Regions from separate parts of the Mustela erminea genome. Here region 2 is linked to region 1. The links are chromatin contacts, called in public Hi-C maps. All regions are on one chromosome and are shown on one strand. The core of a region is the stretch at or near the end of the contact, and the rest is flanking DNA. Distances in the headings are between cores, read along the strand shown.

Region 1 (2,632 bases), core at 61-2,560:
AATGATGGGCCTTCTGGGGTATAAGTCCCTGTACCCCCTTTGAAATTGTGAAACAGGATTTTTTTTTTTTTTAAGATTTTATTTATTTATTTGACAGACAGAGATCACAAGTAGGCAGAAAGGCAGGCAGAGAGAGAGGGGGAAGCAGGCTCCCCGCAGAGCAGAGAGCCCGATGCGGGGCTCGATCCCAGGACCCTGGGATCATGACCTGAGCCGAAGGCAGAGGCTTTAACCCACTGAGCCACCCAGGCGCCCCGTGAAACAGGATTCTACACTTTTATTTTATTTTTACACTTTTAAAAAAGAGAATGCTGACTACCACAAATAATCTTGGTACAGTTTTGGCAAATGTGACAGAGTGAAATGAAAATGTGACAGTGGCTGTGCAGAGTGTCTCACTATGTTGGTGGGAATTAGGCTTCTGTTTCTCTTTTTCATCATGAGTTTTCTTGCTCCACTTTAGCTTCAGAGGAGTACCTTTGGGAGGGTGGAGGGTCCAGGTCCAGGAAGTAGATCCTGGAGGACCAAGGCAGCAACAGGCCATTTGCAGACTAGATTGCTAATGGTAATTTCTCATCAGACACAATCAACACAGATCTGGAGTGAGTGACTGACTATATAGGTAAGACTGACCTAACATTTTCTGTTTTTTTTTTTTTGTTTTTTTAGAGATTTTATTTATTTATTTGACAGAGGGAGACCCAGCGAGAGAGGGAACACAAGCAGGGGGATTGGGAGAGGGAGAACCAGGCTTCTCACTGAGCAGGGAGCCCAATGCAGGGCTTGATCCTAGTACCCCAGGATCATGACTTGAGTCAAAGGCAGATGCCTAAGGGTTGAGCCACTCAGGCGCCCCTGACTTAATATTTTCAAGAGGAATTTTGGGACCTTGAGAAGTTGCCCATACTTCTTTGTATTTAAATTAATTGTGAACACCAGTCTCTATAAACCTAGAAAATCGTTCAGTAACTAATTCCAGAGTGTGTAATCTAAAGTAAACCATACAACAGAGGAGATGCTTTGTGAGCTCATCGTATCTTATTTACTCCGCATGAGTACATGGCTATTAATAGTCAGAGGCTAGTCAGGAGCCCAAAATTCTGTTCTGTGCTTCATCATCTTGTCATATCATTATTTCTTGTCTTCGTTCACATATTTTCAAAACTCTTCTCAACAGATAGTTTCATTTCAGGCATGTAGTCAGAATGAAAGATCAGATGTCCAAAGCGCTATGCTTGAAAACTGTGTGTTCTCTTGGTGCCTGGTTAAATAATATGGGGCTTATTTTTTGGCAGAGTGGTGTCAAGTCTCCTTTGATGTTAGCCAGAACTGGGTGGAGTTTCTTAAGCTCCAGTCAGATTTGCTCAAGCAGGGCACTGTGCAGTGATGAGTTTTTTAGTCTTTCCCTTTGCCAAAAAGCTTTTGCCTTTTAATAAATCTGCACCCAGTTATAATTGGGAGTACTTGACATATAAAAATCAGGCATGCACATTGAGGATCTGTGTGCAGTTTATTTCTAATTTAAGTGATGAATCTAAATTATAAGCAGCTTATAGAATAATCAGCCTCAGGAATCATTTAACATACCACTCTCATTTTACAGATTAGGGAACTCAGCCCCTGAATGTGACTCACAGGAAGCTTTAGAACTGGTGCCTCAGTGAGGCATAGAAACTTCTGTACCTAGCTTTTTTTTTTTTTTTTTTGCCTCCCAGAGCCTTTTAAAGGTAAAACTTTTATACAGATAAGAAAGATGTAGTAGATGCCACAACGTGGATGGAACTAGAGGGTATTATGCTTAGCGAAATAAGTCAGTCAGAGAAAGAACTCCCTGATAGGAGGAAGTGGAGATGCATCGTGGGAGGTTTGGCGGGGGTGGGGGGTGGCGCGGGGCGGGGGGGGGGTAGGAATAAATGAAACAAGATAGGATGGGGAGGGAGACAAACCATAAGAGACTTAGTCTCATAAAACAAACTGAGGGTTGCTGGGGGGAGGGAGAGGGTGGTGGGGTTATGGACATTGGGGAGGGTATGTGCTATGGTGAGTGCTGTGAAGTGTGTAAACCTGGTGATTCACAGACCTGTACCCCTGGGGCTAATAATTCATTATATGTTAATAAAAAATTAAAGAATAAAAAAAAAGAAGAAGATGAAAAGAACCTGGGTCCTTGAAAGTCATTGAGTTACTGAATTGATCAGCCATGATATTGCCTTCTCCTGGGACTCCTGTAATGGAGGATAATAAATGCTTATTTTTATTGGGGGGGGGGGAAGGAATAGTGTAAATAGTCAAGAAGAGATCATTTCTTTTTAGTAGGTAGTCCTCATTCATACGGGTACATTTTTGGACCTTCCTGAATATCCAGATTTGAGAGTAACATTTTGCCATACCCTTATGTCCATAAATTACATAACTCAACATTTTAAGGCATAACTGAATATTAAGTGACCTTAAATGGTTCTGTGAGTGTGGGATGAAATTCACCCATGAATTCATTAAAATCAATTCCAAAACACTGGCAAAACCGGTTTAACAAACCTGTAGAACACTTACTTAATTTATTATACTTGTATATATTTTAGAATAGAATAACTATAAAATTGAATCATCTGTTTAATTTATTGAAAACTGG
Region 2 (2,632 bases), core at 38-2,537, 66 kb before region 1:
ACCTCACTCTGCTACTTCCAGGTGACCCTAATGGGGGCTATGACAGAGGCCGGTGACCGCATTATCCCACTTTTACTAAAGCCTCTGAAGCTGAACTTCCCCACGGTGACACACTAAGTAGCAGCGCTGACATCCAACCAGGGCTTTCGAGCCAAGTCCAGTGTTCTTTCTAGAGCAGGTAACCAGCCAGCTCTAGGGGTTGACTACATGGCCCCCAGGCCTGGTTGCCTGAGTTAAGGCACCACTCTGATTGCTGGCTTGCCGGTCATTAGGTAAATTACCAAACTTCTGTGTTTGTTTCTCATCTGTAAAATGAGAATGGGAACATTAACACCAATTGTAGAGCATCCTTGTGACAGCAAAGGAGTTATTAGGTGTCACACACTTAAACGGAGAGTGCCTGGACTATAATAAGTACTCAGTAGGCGTGAACCATCACTTTTCCTTCTGGACCACTGGTAGCTAGCAAACGTATAACGTGACCCAAACAGTAATTTTAAGTTTCCTAGTGGCCACATTTTAAAAAGCAAACAACAAAACAAAAAAAAAAACACCACGAAACTATTTTAAATGTGTTTTCTTTAATCAAATAGATCTAAAACGGTAATAACCAATTTTGCTATCAACTGTCGTTTATAATCAATATAAAATTATGAATGAGATCTATTTTTTGGTGCTAAGTCTCGGAAATCCGATGTGTACTCTACACCTACAGCACGTTTCAACACGAAACAGCCACGTCGCTTGTGGCTGGTGGCAGCGCAGCCCTAGAGGGGCCCCACACCCGCGCCCCGTCCCCCCACAACTCCTTCCCGCGACCAGCTGGCCCGCGCCCTAGGCCCCGCCTCGCGCCCCGCCCAGGTTACATCACAGAGCCCGCAGGCCCCGTCGGTGGGAGACCCGGGCCCTGGCCGCGTGTACCCGGCCGCTCGCATCCTCTCCGCTCCAAGCACCCAAGTTCTGAAAGGAAGCAACGTCCACTACAAAGCCCTGGCGGCAGTCGGTCTACCCGCCGGCCGCCCGGGTGCTAGCCGGCGGGAGGCGGGAGTCTGAAGCCCCCATGCGTACCTCGCCCCCAACGGCCCTCCGCTCGCGCCGCTACCATTGCGAGGTCGAGGCGGCGGGGCCGACGCCCATTGGCTTGCCTCAGCCCTCCGCCCGCCCCCTCGCCGCGTTTATTGGTCGGAGCAGCGGCGCCCGCGGGATAGGCGGTGGCGGCGCCCCTCCCTCGCGCCGGCCCTCAAGAGGGCGACGAGGAAGCGGCCGCCTCCCTGCGCCCCGCCCCACGGGCTTGCTCGGTGGCTCCGGCTCCTCCCGACTTCTCCCGGCTCCTCCCGGCCGTCTCCCGGCTCCCTCCGGCTTCGGCTCAGGCGCAGCGGCGGCGGGTAGGTGCGGCGGCAGGCGGGGCCCGATCTGAGGGGCGGCCTCCCCACTGTCCCGGGGGCTGCCCGAGCCGCGCCCCGCGGGCGCTTGGGACCCCGCAGGGCCCGCGGGAGGCTGGGAAGGGCGGTGGCCGCGGGCCTGTGGGACGCGGGGGCGGCCGGGCTGGGGGCCTGCGGGCGTGTTCTTCCGAGGCTTAGAGGAGTGATCCGGGGGCGCCTCGGGGCGGACCGGGCTGAGAGGACCGGGGTTTCGGGCGTCTGGGGCGTGGGGCCGAGCGACATGCTTTGGGCTCAGGATGGGGTTGCGCTCGCGGAGCGAGGGTCGGCTGCGGTCTGCGGCCCTGGGTGGGGTTCAGGGGCATAGAAAAACTCAAAGGTCCTTGAGACTTCGGGGGTCAGTTGAGGTGGGGTTGATGTGAGCTAGAGAGAGTGGCCAGTCTGGGGTTACGGGCAGGGCTGAGGGGCGGTCTGGAGAACCGGGCCCCAGCCTGGGCTCTCTGCGCGCGTCTCCTCCCGCACTGCTGGGGGACTAGCGTGTGTCTGGCTGCGGGAGGGCAAAGCCGTCGCAGCAAGGGTGGGGATGGGAGGATTGGGACTAGGACCGGGAGGGGGCAGTTGGAAACATTACCCAGAACCGAGATTGTGATTTAGCACCTGGACCAGGTTCTCCGCTGGTGTTGCTTGAGCCCTTTTTTGGTGAAATTACCCCGTGGGGGTCAGGACGTTGGTTTTTTTGTTTGTTTCCACCCAGGAACGTGTAAATTAAATGCTTTTGCTACGTTAGGGAGGAGGCAGTCATTACGCTTAGGTTTGTGTTTTAGCACCCAGACCCGGTGTGGAAGGTGCTTCTGGGGAAGGTTAGTGTTACCCAGCTCTCTCCTGGAAACTCCCTTTCTCCTTTCCCTCCTCTGGTTCGGTTACACTATTGCTCCCCAGGGCCTCTCGATTCGCTCTCCCGGGCTGCATAGCATTGCAGTGTTTCTTGCTGTGTGTGTGTGTGTGTGTGTGTGTGTGTGTGTGTGTGCCTGTCTCCCGCCCGTTTCCCTGCTGCTGCACTTTTGGCAACTGCCTCTGCTCTTTCCCAGGGATGGTTGTGGCATTGCATCAGGGGATATTTGTGCTTGTAATTTGCTCACTCAGCCCAGGAAGAGGGAGAATAGTATGCTGCAGAGATGGGAGGGGGGTACCGTCAGCTCGGCTGGGTAGGCAGAGAAATGGGTGTGGTGAGGGAATACAGCTGCTTTAGGCCT

What was found. Hi-C and Micro-C count contacts between places; a contact is called where the count stands out from the background.
Region 2: a Hi-C map of skeletal muscle shows a contact between it and region 1, with 3 times the contacts expected there. The contact joins the promoter of MAP4 here to the enhancer-like site in region 1. A contact is called at or near these places in 2 of 3 Hi-C or Micro-C datasets (fibroblasts and skeletal muscle).

The regions. Positions count from the first base shown.
Region 1 is chr1:18,096,624-18,099,255 of mMusErm1.Pri, reverse strand. The region is part of intron 1 of MAP4 (microtubule-associated protein 4); the gene reads left to right. Among named protein-coding and RNA genes, the nearest start is that of MAP4, 66 kb to the left of the region's middle. Within about 2 kb of position 1,310, the one cell type or tissue checked has open chromatin away from gene starts, as enhancers often do. A contact at or near this core is called in fibroblasts, where this site is marked.
Region 2 is chr1:18,162,640-18,165,271 of mMusErm1.Pri, reverse strand. MAP4 (microtubule-associated protein 4) reads left to right here and starts at 1,287. Exons shown (of 18, transcript XM_032318330.1): 1 at 1,287-1,385.